Linked DNA regions of Mus musculus: all the other regions are linked to region 1. Evidence: chromatin contacts called from public Hi-C and promoter capture Hi-C data. All regions are on one chromosome and are shown on one strand. Each heading gives the region's core, a stretch centred on a gene start, on an enhancer-like site or on the middle of the called end of the contact. The rest is flanking DNA. Distances are from core to core; before and after follow the strand shown.

Region 1 (4,217 bases), core at 577-3,076:
AAGGGGCTGTGTCCTGGTCATGCCAAGGACAAAATGTGGGAGTCTTAGCCTAAAAGACACCCGGGCCTGGGATCCTTCAGTGGCAGAGCCTCACCCCCTGTGGCGCCAGCTTCAGAGCCACCGTTGAACTGGTTGTGCTACACAGCAGCTTGAGGCCAGAGCTCAGCCTAACAATTGTGCATTTAGAAAGCCAAAGCTTTGGGAAGGTTATGGGGAGGGAAGTGGGTGTAAAACCATTAAAGATGTCCACAGAGGAGGATTTGAATGAGACATGGCTCAGCAGGAAAGACAGTCAAGTGTAAGTGTATGTGACAAGAAATGAGGGCTGGTCCCTGTCAGGGAACAGTTTAAAAATGTCCCACGTATGGTCTATTAAGTTTTCTGCATAGTGACTCAGTTCTCACCGAGTGCTGGCTGGTAACGTGTACCACCCAAAGAATACTCAAGACGTTTTATAAAGAGAGAACAAGGCTGGGTGTGGTGGCGCACACCTTTAATCCCAGCACTTGGGAGGTAGAGGCAGGCGAATTTCTGAGTTCGAGGCCAGCCTGTTCTATAGAGGGAGTTCCAGGACAATCAAGGCTACACAGAGAAACCCTGTCTCGAAAGAGAGAGAGAGAGAGAGAGAGAGAGAGAGAGAACAAGGGCTGGGTGTAGCTGTCTCCTATCTGTGGCCACCAGTCTGGACCTGTGTCCCCTTGGGGAGTCTGTTGTGACCTCCGGCCGCTGCCACAGGGTTAGCCCCCTCAGCAGAAAGGCCTCAAACGAAACATCTCTTTTCTCTACACTTTGAACATTGGACTTGCAGTTTCAATCGGGGCTTCCTGTCCCGTGTTTGTTTTCTTTATGGGGGAAATGTAATCTCTCCAGTCCTGGCTGCAAGAGCATGCAAATCAGCTAACAGTGCTGTTTGGTGGAGTTCTCTCTGTATGCAAAACTTCCTGGAATAAATCAGTCATCCCCAAACGGGAGGAGGCCAAGGGGCAGAGCAGGGAAAAGAAAGTGGGGACCAGGGAATGGGGCTCTGCTCAAATGGGGTGAAATGCCCTGCGCTGGCCTGGGTACCCAGAGGGGCCCCCATTGACCTCTCTGTCTCTCATGCTGCCACTAGATGGCAGCACACGCCGGCCGTGGTACTTGGGTATTCAATCTGTACTTGAACTTTGCCAGGTACAGGTTCCAAGGCCCCCAAATTCACTACCTTGCTTTTTTTGTTGTTCTTCTACTCTGTCTATTTGTGGTTCTGCTGGTCTGTGGTTGTCTGGGGGAAACTCCATTTTTTTTTTTTTTTAAGAATGAGCTCAGTGGGAGACAGAATCCTGTTGGTTAAGAGTGATCTGTACTGGCCCAGGATCCAAGAGCTTTAAACACAGGGGCCCCTCTAATGCCTCAGCGAGAAAGTGTGTGATGGTGGAATCTAGGAGAGGAGAAGCAAGAGGAAGAAGGGAGAAAAAGAGGAGAGAGGAGGAGGAGAGGAAGGAGAGGGGGAAGAAAAGGAAGATGGATGGGGAAAGAAGAGAAAAGGGGAAGAGGGGGAAGGGAGGGAAAGAAGGAAGGGAAAGAAATAAAATCTAAAGCAAGGATGAGGGACTGTAAGTCAATGCTAGACTTTTACATTTTAATAAGTTAGCCACTCTCTTTCACCCAAATGCTACTGAAAGTTTCTGGAGAAATTTCCAGTGGGTTAGAAGCTTCTGTGAAGTTTTGATAAGCAAATGTGGCTGCACTTTCGCGCTCTGGTCATTGGCTGACGCTGCAGCCGCCAGATTTTGACACAAATAATCAGATTGAAAATCAGGGAGGGGAACAGAAGGGGGGCGGGAAACACAGAAACGAAAAGGAGAAGTGTCTGTCTGTGCAGAGACTCATAACGTTGACCGAGCCGAGAGCAGTCCCCAGGGACAGTGTGGAGGTTCGTGGCTCTCGGGCAGAACTCAGAAGAGGGACAGCTCCCTGACGGTGAGTGCTGCCAGACCCGTGCTGGCTGGGCTCCGCTGAAAAGTTCGTCCTGGGTGCCCAAGGCAGGGAGGGTGTCTGCTTCCCTTTAAGGTGAGAGGAAGAATACTGTGGTAGTCTCTCTTCTGGATGCAGTGCTCATCACCAGGGGAGAGAAGAAGGAAGGAACATGGACCAGTCCCGATACCCCAAGATAGCGCAAACACCGAGCTTTCCTCCTGCGAATTCTGTGAAACTTCATTGTAGGGGGCTAGGCTTCACCCAGATACACAAAGTCAATCCCCCCCTTCACACACACACACACACACACACACACACACACACACACACACACACACAGAGCACTTTTCTAGGGGCACCAGAGGAGCCCAAATTGGTGTCCCCCTGGGCTAGAGCTGCCCTGTGCCAGGATCTCAGAAGGGATTGGTAGCTCTGATGACCCTCTCAAAAGTTCCTGGAAGCACCGGGGAGGGGAGTCAGACACCCTTTCCTTGGGAATTTACTGAAGGGAAATGACAAGGTGAGGCAGACCACAGGATGATGGAGGGGAGGCACTGCCAAAGGCTCTTGGCTCCTTGAGCATCTGTAGCTCTTCTCACCTAGAGGAAAAGGTGAGTTTGAGTTGTGGTTTTCTTAGAAAACAGGGCTCATTGCAGAGATGCCCACGGATGGATGCTGTGGTCTGTGACTGGGTCCTGGGAAAGCCAGCATTTTTATGAGACTACTGTGGGGAAAGCCAAGTCACCCTAGCTGTGGAGTTGGACAGCCTGGGTACTGGCAGAGCTGTGCCTATCCACCTGTGCTCTTCCAAGTCTGCAAAGCCCTCCATCAGGAGAGGGGTAACATTTTGATTTGGGGGTCAACCTGTAGAAAGTCCCTCGGGGAGTTGGGTGGCTCTGGATGATTTAGGTCTGATGGAATCGCCCCAGTGGTGCTCACCATTCCCAGAACTTCAAAAAGGTGGGTGCAGGTCCCAGGTCTCCCTTCACCGGGGCACAGAGCCTGCTCGCAGGCAGAAATAGCAGGAGACTCCTCCGTCTGAAGGCGTTTGCATTGAATCCTTTCTGGTGTCAGTCCCAGCCGGCCGTGGGGAGTGTGGGGGCTGTTTGCCCAGTTTTGTTTCCATTGTGGTAAAACAAGTCCATAGAACTGACCTTTTTTTTTTTTTTTTTTTTTGCTTTTGAGTTACGTGGTGTTCTTCGGCATGGGCATGGGACGTACACTCTGGTCCCGACTCCTTCCTTCTCTCCTTTCTCACTACATAGTAAAAAAACAACAACAACAACAACAAAAAAAAAATCAACCAAACAACAAACAAATGAACAAACAAAAACTTAATTTCTGATCCTTCTGCCTCCACCCTCTGTCACTGTGTCCTGAGCTACATCCCCAGTCCTTTCTTCTTTTCTTTCATTATTTTTTTAATCTCTCCTTTCTGTTTTTTTTTTTGGGGGGGGGGTCGAGACAGGGTTTCTCTGTGTAGCCCTGGATGTCCTGGAACTCACTTTGTAGACCAGGCTGGCCTCGAACTCAGAAATCCACCTGCCTCTGCCTCCCTGGTGCTGGGATTAAAGGCGTGCGCCACCATGCCTGGCTCCTTTCTGTTTTTAATTTAAGATTACTATCACTAACTAGGCATGGAGGCGCATGCCTTTAATCCTAGCATTTGGGAGCCAGAGGCAGGTAGATTTCTGTGAGTTTGAGGCCAGTCTGATCTACATAGAGAGTTCCAGAACAGCCAGTGTCTCAAAAGAACTACAAAAGTATTGTTGTTGTTGTTGTTTGTTTTTCGTGTAAGAGAGATGTGGGGCTCACATGCCACAGCACGCATGTGGAGGTCAGAGAACTACTTTACAGTGTCTGCTCTCTTTCTGCCCCGTGGGTTCTGGGAACTGAACGTAAGTCATCAGGCCTGCATGGCAAGTGTCTCACCCACTGAGATAGCTCACTGACCCACTTTATTCCATTTTTGACCAGGCTGACCCAGAACTCATGGGCTCAAGCAATCCTGACTTCCTCGAACTTATCCAGGACTCAAGATGCTTGGCCCTAGGCCGAGCACATCTTAAGAGCTGTTCATTAACTATCGAGAAGATTCATCTTGTTCAACCGTGTGTTAATCCCCAAGGCCGTGTCCTTTTGTGAAACTGAGACCCCATCCTTATTAACCAATAACTGTTCTCCTGCACCCAGCCCCTGCTAGCCTCAAATCTAGTCCTGTGAGTTTGCCTATTCTGCACAACTAGATATTTGTCCTTCTG
Region 2 (4,217 bases), core at 803-3,302, 1.5 Mb before region 1:
ACCTCCATGACCTCTGCATGGACTCCAGCCTCCAGGCTTCTGCCATCTGAGTTCCTGCTCTGACCTCCTTCAAAGACTATGATGGACAAGTGTGTGCCCAATAAACTTTTTCCTCCACAACTTGCTTTTGGTCATGGTGTTTCCTCACAGCAATAGTGACCCTAAACTAAGACAGTCGTGCATGTAGAATTGTTTCAATACATTGCTGAGTTAGGATTGCCATACACAGGGTGTTATGTGACAATTTTTTCCTAGAAAGTTAACAACATGCATGTCTACTCACCCCGGATAGGGAATTCCGGACAGACCAAATATACCACCACAGTCCAGTTTGGTGAGCTAGTGAGTTTTATTGGTATTACTTACAGGAACAGAAATGACTCAAAGACAGTGGCATGACCAAGGCACATCTCTGCGAAGATGACAGTTCAGAAAAGCTGGAAACCTATAGCACAGAGCATAGTCTGCAGAGAGCTAAACAGACTGGGAAATGTACTTTCCACCTGACTGTGGTCTAAATCTCTCATAGGCAGCTCAGCTTGTTTCCTCTTCTTACATGTAGCTGGTCTGGTCTCAGTATCTTCTTTGCAGCTCAGCTTGACTAAGAACTCTCAACTTTTTATTCTTTTCTCTGGCAGGGAGGGTCTTAGTGAATCTGGTTAGTTTCAGGGACTTCCTGAACCTATTTTGAGTTATTTACCTTCCTACTTAAGGTATCTACTTTCTCTTTTCTTTTATTTTTTCTCCTTTTCTTGTTTTGTTTTTTGTTTTAGAGACATGGTTATTTTGTGTAGTTTTGGCTGTCATGGAACTAGCTTAAACTAACGGAATCTGCCTATCTCTGCTTCCTGAGTGCTAAGATTAAGGTGTATGTATAGTATTTTGTGTGTGTGTGTGCGCGCGCTCAATGATAGAATTCCTGTCTGCCACAGGACCTGGGTTTGAGCCTCCACATCCCCTCCCTTCTTTCTCTCTAACCTCACTCCAGGGCATTCCTTAAGCAAAAAGTGTTGTTAGTTTACCAGATGTGGAGGGCAGTAAGAAAAATGTTTAAGCCTACTGCCTGATTGTTTGAGCTTAGAATGACAGAGATGCAAAGAGCCCACACTGATTTCAACTGTGAACGTTCTGGACAGGAGACCAGAAGGAAACAATTTACTGAGGGACTGGGTAAGGAGAGAAGGTAGATGAAAAGTCTGGATGCCCTGATTGTGAGACTGCAGAAGGAACGAAGGGATTTGTGTTCGGAGGCTATGGTAGAAATCAAGAGAAGAAATGGTGATGGGGCCAGTGAGATGGCCCAGCATGTAAGGGTGCTTGGTACAAGCATGGTGAGGACTGAATTTGATCCCTGAAACCAACGTGGCTGGTGTAGAGAACCCTCTCCAGCCAACAGTGCTCTGATCTCCTGCACATGTGCATATGCATGCACACATATAAATAAATGGGAAAAAAATCTTAAAATGAAAAGGAAGTATAGACCAGAGAGCTTGTTCGGTTCCTACGTTTGTGGGGCTTACAACTACCTGTAACTTCAGCTTCATGGGCTCCGGGGCTATTGTCCTCAGCAGGCAGCTGCCGTCACGTGCATAAGCACATATACACTTATGTACATAATTAAAATAATATTTTTGAAAGATAAAATGATGGACAGTAGGGCACTATTGGAGGAAGAGAGAAACAACTGTTAAGAGATCCTTGGTGACTAGAAGAAAACGCAGTGGCCAAGAACAGCCTCACTCCTGCTATCTGACAGCTCCTGGGTGAATGGCCCTTTTCGTGAAGGAAAGAAGGAGGAGCACATTTTGAGGGGCAATGTGGTGGCTGCTTAGAGACCGCCCAAAAGACGTCGGGTTGGGCACCGGGTGAGTCAGCACTAACTAGGTAAGATGGAGTCAATCCTGTCCTGAACCTGCTCCTGCGAGTTAGCCCCTCGCTAGAAGGAACCCTGGAAGCTAACGTGGAGACTGGGGCCTCAGCTTGGGCAGGAGCAGCCCAGAGAACCCGGAACCTTCAGCCGCCTCCGCCCACGTTCGCGGCGGGACAAGACGAGAGAACCCCTCCTCTGCTGCTAAGGGGCGGCCCGGAAGTGACGCTTTGTTGACAGCACACCCGCAGCCACAGGCTCTCCAAGCCTTCGGAACAGGATCGGGGGGAGGGGCTGGGCCCGGAGCCAAGCAGCCGGCGGCCCGAGGGCAAGGGAACGGCCTCCGTCCGGGGCTCCGGTCGCAGCATTCCCGCCCTGCCCCGCCCCGCCCCGCCGACCCGGACCCGGACCGGATCCGACCTCCTGCGGCGCTTTGGCCGCCGATTCCCCCGGGCCGCAGCCTCCGCTTGTAAGCCTGCGAAGCATCCTGTCTCCCCGTTGAGGGCCGCCCCCTCCTAGGGTACGTCCTAAATGCCGAGCCAAGAGACGTACCTGCATCCTTTTCTTCACCCTGTCTCAGGGTCTAAGCATTGTCGCTGCGACTCCTTGCAGAGGTCCACCACAGGCTAGTGGTGGGATGGCGCTCGTCGCCTGCCACCCAGGTCTGAGGATTTTGCCTTGAAAATTGAGCTCTCTCTAGAATGAGAACGACGCTCGCCCTTGCAAAATGGGGGCTCAACGTAGGGCTTAGGAGGCCAGCCTCTGCCCCTCCTACCTGTTGGATGAGTTTAGGTCTTCTCCCAACCCCCGAAGCCGTGCTACTTAAAAGCTTAGGGATGGCTTGGCTCCTGGATCAGCTCCCAAAATGCGATGCCAAGGTACAAGATAGTGCAACAGGGTCGGAAAAGAGCGGGTGGGCTTGCTGAAGATCAATGGCTCCCATAGGTGAGGTGAAACTAAAACTGACCGCTCTGGCTAGCTCTGGGTAGATTTAGCTGCTCTTTAACCAGTCAAAGCTTCCCCGGGTTTGCTTGTGCCTTGTGTGTATGACAGAGACGGGAGGGGGAGCAGAGGGTTGGGGGTAGTGGTGCCTAATGCCTGGGAAAAGCTAACTCAATGATGTTTCTGACAGAATGGTTCTCTACAGGCTTCAAGTTAGAGTGACCGGTGGAGATAGCATTGAAAGGGGGGTCACAGAAGCTATGCTTTGACCAAGAGGTTCTTGTTAGGTATGAAGGGTCGATGTGCTTTGCCTTATTCAGTAAATAAACGTACAACATGTTTGATAGTAATAGGTGTCACGAAGCAGAGACTGGGACCTCTGTATAGAATGGTCAGGGAAGGTCTCTAATGAGGTTTCTGTCTGAGCAGAGATGAGTGAGGTAGAAAGTCATTACAGCTTTCTGGGGGCTCAGCATTCAGCAGCAGGCGCAAAGATCCTGTGGTGGCAAGAGAACCCGCTTGGGTCTGAATGAAGGAGGCAGAGTGGGTGGCAAGGAAATCAAGTGAGAAGAAATAACCGCAGGGAACATATTAGGGACTGGCTTGTGATGCAGGGTTGATTTGTAATTTTTGAAATGTTGGAGAAGAATCAATTGTCTGAGGTGACAAATGACCAATGTACTTCAGCCCTGTGTTTTAAGTGCCCTCTTGCTGTCTGTACTGAACATCCATGGCAGAAATTAAAAGAGATTTCTGCGGGAAAGTCATGTCACATTACTGTTTCCTCGTAGTTAGAATGTGAGCAGGTGACCTTCTGCCTCGGTCTTTCCATCTGTAGAATAGGACTGCTAAGCTACAGGGTGCATGTGTGGCAGTGTGGTACATGACAGGAGGGATCCACCCACGACACAGTCCTGCAGCCCTTCTTTCTAGCATCAGCTGGAGGCATCACCAGCTCTGTCTGACTCCCCTGGCTCATAGGATTTGTAGGAATACTGGGGGAAGCTAAGTAGAACTTTATGACACCATTCACTGGTAAAAGTAATGGTCTGTTCTTCGGGGTATCTGTGACCTTGGCCTTGATTGTTTGTTGTGTTTGTTTAGACAAGTTCTCACTCTGTAGTGAGACTGGCAACGGCCTGTGGAATCCAGACTGAGCTTGAACTCAGCAGTTCTCCTCAGCATCCCAAAGGCTAGGACTGCAAACAGGAGCCACCAACTCCAGCTGGTGGCCATACATACATACATACATACATACATACATTTATTTATTCATTTATTTATTTAGAGGCAGTTTCATGTAGACAAGGCTGGCTTCAATCTTGCTATGTGGTCTTGAATTCATAGAGCTTGATCTGCAACTGCCTCCTGATACAGTTCCATCAGATTATATGTGTGTACCACCATG
Region 3 (4,217 bases), core at 1,108-3,607, 1.1 Mb after region 1:
ACTGCCACCTCTTCAGCCCCAAGGGGTCTTTTAAACTGGTGAGTCACTAAGCCTGTGAGAGATGCCTCAGGCAGTTGAGGAACTTGTGTCTGAGCCTGGTGATTCCAGTTCGAGTCTTATGTGGTAGAAGGGGAGTGCTGGCTCTCACACTGTCCTCTAATTTCCACATGTGCTCTGTGCCACATGTACACACACACATACACAGTTACACACACACACATACAGTTACACACATAGTTAGACACACATACAGTTACACACATACAGTTAGACACACAAAGTTACATACACAGGTACACATACAGTTACATACACATACACAGTTACACACACACACAGTTATACATAGTTACACACACATACACTGTTACACACACATGCACTGTTACACACACATACACAGTTACACACATAGTTATACATAGTTACACACACATACACTGTTACACACACAGTTACACAATACACAGTTACACACACAGTTACATACACATACACAGTTATACACACACCTAATTACACACAGTTACACACACATAGTTACGCACATGTACACAGTTATACACAGTTACAGTTACACACACATACACTGTTACACACACAGTTATATACACATACACAGTTACACACACATAGTTACACACATACACAGTTACGCACACATGCACAGTCACACACACAGTTACACACACTGTTACAAACACATAGTTACACACATGTACATAGTTACACACACACATACATAGTTACACACACACTCACACACACACACAGAGTTTTCTGGGTTTTGTTTAAAAAGTTAACTGGCAAGTCCCTTGTCCTAGTAGCCAGAGTGCTCAGTGTGTCCAGAAAGGTGAGACCCAGATGGCAGGAATGATAATAGAACCTGCAAGGTGACTGCAGTTCTGCAAGCTCCCAGTCATGGCTTTGCTGGGGAGCCTGGGTTCAAGAGTTTAAGGACTCTAACTTAGAGCCTCCCAGGTCTTGCTCTCCTACCCTGTGTTCAGTCTGCGACTAAACAGCAGGGCTTCCTTGCAGTGGCCACCTCGCCCCAGGGTGTGAGAAGCACCCATGCTGTAGACCAAAGAGGAGACAAGAAGAGCCTGGAGAGGCTCCAGCTTGTCCTCAAATCTCTTCCAAGGACCCTGGGCTTGGAGCTTGGGACCTCTGAGACCAAGGATGTCACTTTGCCTTCTTGAGCCTTTTTCATTTTCAGGTACAGAACATATTCGTTGTGTATGTGTGTGTATGTGTGTGTGTACGTGTGTGTGTGTGTGTGTGTGTGTGTGTGTGTCTGGTATTTAATACCATAACCACCTGTGCATTTCTTGCATGCAGCAAAGTGCCCGCTCAGCCAGAAATAAACTCAGTGACACCAGGATCTTGGAATAGGTCCAGCTCACAGCAGAATTGGAACCCTGCATTGGCAGGCAGGTTCAGCGGGCACTGATGGAAAAACTTGTTTTGTTTGTAACGTTTTTGTTGGGGTCTATCACACACCCACCTTAAATTACAACTGGATAAAAACTGACTAACGTAGGCACCATTGTAATTTTCACCAAAACCAAGATCTGAAGTGTGACCCCGTCCTAACCCTTTCAAAACGCAGAAAAAGGGCGGGACTTAATCTCATTCCTGTCTTTCCATAGGCACATGGGGACACACTGAGACTCCAGAGAGGGAAAGTTGGCTGGCACAGCCTGAAGCATCCCTTACTGGTGTCTAGCTTTGGAGAATCCGCCTTTTTCCGGCACCACCAGCCAGGTCTCTTACGGAGTCCCCAGGTCTTCAACCCGCCCCAGGATTTTGGGGCGGGATTGATCGCGACTCCTCCCTGGCAAGGACCGCCCTGCGCGCGCCCTCGCCAGGCTAATTAGGCGCGCGGTTTGTTTACAAACATGGGCTGGGGCCGGTGCGCGCCTCCCTGCTTGTGAGCATTCGGGGTTTGAGGGAGGCCTCGGGGTACCCGGGTAGTGACCCCAGGGTGCTAACTGCGTTCCCGCCTTTCCCACGTTTTCCTAGGCTTCTGGAAATCCGCCCACCAGTTCTTATTCCCTGCGTGTGGCTGAGAACGCTAAAGTGAAGGCGCGCGGGCGGGCCAAGGTTCCAGCGTCGCCTCGGGTCCTGGCGGGCAACCTCCCAGCCCCGCCCCCACGCGCCCCTAGGCCGGGCCCGCTGGCGGCCAGGGCGGCCGGGCGGGCGGCCGGGGGCGCGCGGGGCGGGGCACGGCGTGGCGCCGGCGGGGCCGGGACATGTAGTCCGTGCGCCTCGGCCTCCCCTGGGCGGCCCTGGCGCGAGCCCGGGCGCGGACTACGACTCCCGCCAGGCGCCGCGGCGTAGCGCATGAGCCCTGTACAGCTCCGGCGCGTCTATTATGCTGCCGGGGCCGGCGAGCCAAAGAGGAGCCGGCCGCGCGGGCCGGGAGCAGACGGCGCTGGAGCCGCCTAGGCCAAGTACGCCTTTTTCTCGTTTCCTTGTACACTCTGGGCGGCGGCGGCGGTGGCGGTGGCGGCGGCGGACTTGGCTGAGAGAACACGGCCCGGAACGCATGGTGCAGGCCTCCCGCGCGTCTCGAAGCCCGGAGCCCGGGGCCGCCGCCTTTGTGCGCGGCCGCGATGCAACAAAGCGGGGCGGCCGCCTGCCCGGGGTCGCAGCGACTGCGCGGGCTCCGCTGCCCTCCGCCTTGCGCTGTGCGCCCGCGGCTTGCCGGTCGCCTCGGGCCGGACTGGGAGGCGTCGCCTTGGTCGGAGCGCCCAGCCTGGACTTGGCACAGCCCGCGCTCTCTGCGCCAGCCCTCCCTCACGGAAGGGATTTTTTTTTCCTTTCCCCTTTTCCTCTGCCCGCCATCTTCCGAAGGGGACTGCCTGGAGGATGCGCGGCGCGGGAAGGTGCGCGCGGTGTGCCCAGGGTCGCTCCGGCGCCACTTAGGGCGGATCGTCGCAGGGCAGGCCAGGCTGGGCCTGGACACCGCTGGAGCCTTGCAAGTGGGGCAGCCGCGGCGTGGCTTGGGGGGCGGCGGCTGCATTTGCAGAGTTATGGCCCGGGAGACGACTTTGCGCGCTTACGAGTTACTGGATTATTGCAGCCAGGCCAGGAGGAAACCCAGTTCATGTTTTGAAATCAGCCTAAACGAGTACTTAATCCGGGCGAGGTCGATTCGGATTGAGGTGGAAGGGGTGGGGTGCACGTCTTTTTCTTACTTCGTGTATAACACGCAAGCTAGTTGGGTGAGGAATGCGCACCCCAAAGCCTCTCGTATGTAAGGTTCTTGAGGATTCCCGGTGAAAAATCCTGGCGGCTTGGGGAAGTTCTCTCCACCAGTTGCTGCGACGGGGGCAGGGCTAACGAGGAAGCCATAAACAGTCTTCTTGCCCTGGGGCGGCGGGGGGGGGGCGGTAAGGAGCGGGAAGGGGGCTCACTGGGAGCCGGGGCATACCTTTTGTGAGTTCATACTTTAGGGCTCAATTTTAAGGCTCTGCCCTTTGCAATTTTGATTAAGAGCTTTCTGCCAGAAATAAGTGCACAGCTGTTGTTTCTCTACCTTAAACTTCTTAACTGTATAAGTTTGTGTCTCTGAGGTCATTCTTGTGTTCTTCAGTGGCTAACATGGGACTGGGTGCAGGAAGAGAAATGAGTGAAGGAATTGAAGGGCTCAGGTCCTGTCCCCCTTAACCCATGAGGACAAGCTGGTTGTTGTGTCGTCCATCCCCCCCCCCTTTTGTTTTGCACTTTCTTAGTGGTGTGCATTACTGGGGGTGGGGGTGCCCCTGAAGAGATCTGAGATCTCTGCTGTGCTGCTTGAAGTGAGTTTCTCACAGGCTTTCCAGGGTCCAGGAAAGGAAGGACTCCAAGGATCAAGCCCCAAGCCCCAGTGACCTTTTTTGAGTGGCCCTGAGTGTGGCCTCTCATTCGCAAATAGAGGCCTGTTTGCTGTTTGTTCTGTTGGAGGCCTTGATGTGCACTGTTGGCTGTAGATCATGAGAGGTGAGGTACAAGCTTGACAGTTCAGGAGGTGGGGGTAATTTCTTCCTGACCTTGCTTATAAACTCCGGGTCCACTGCTTTAGCAAGACACCAGGAATCTGTGGCGATCCAGACCTAGCCCCACATCCGGGGAATTCAGGAGAAAGGCATTAAAAAGCTTTTGTAGGGTGGATGACCAGGGGGTGTGCCAGTTCGTTCATTTCCCTACCTATATATCTATTTACTTTATTTATT

Evidence for each region. Promoter capture Hi-C pulls out the DNA fragments that hold promoters and counts their contacts. A called contact is a pair of places that touch in the nucleus more often than the background predicts.
Region 2: a promoter capture Hi-C map of pre-B cells shows a contact between it and region 1, with 2.2 times the contacts expected there. The contact joins the promoter of Zer1 here to the promoter of Gfi1b in region 1. A contact is called at or near these places in 1 of 39 promoter capture datasets (pre-B cells) and 1 of 484 Hi-C or Micro-C datasets (B cells).
Region 3: a Hi-C map of B cells shows a contact between it and region 1, with 6 read pairs. The contact joins the promoter of Brd3 here to the promoter of Gfi1b in region 1. A contact is called at or near these places in 2 of 39 promoter capture datasets (hippocampal neurons and pre-B cells), 1 of 484 Hi-C or Micro-C datasets (B cells) and 1 of 115 datasets of contacts at active chromatin or transcription factors (astrocytes).

Annotation. Positions count from the first base shown.
Region 1 is chr2:28,619,591-28,623,807 of GRCm38.p6, reverse strand. It overlaps Gfi1b (growth factor independent 1B), which reads left to right and starts at 1,826. Exons shown (of 7, transcript NM_008114.3): 1 at 1,826-1,959. It overlaps Gm52548 (a long non-coding RNA gene), which reads right to left and starts at 4,138. Exons shown (of 2, transcript XR_003954006.1): 1 at 2,896-4,138; 2 at 1,605-2,555.
Region 2 is chr2:30,122,446-30,126,662 of GRCm38.p6, reverse strand. It overlaps Zer1 (zyg-11 related, cell cycle regulator), which reads left to right and starts at 2,052. Exons shown (of 16, transcript NM_001290503.1): 1 at 2,052-2,387.
Region 3 is chr2:27,473,813-27,478,029 of GRCm38.p6, reverse strand. It overlaps Brd3 (bromodomain containing 3), which reads left to right and starts at 2,357. Exons shown (of 12, transcript NM_001113573.1): 1 at 2,357-2,453.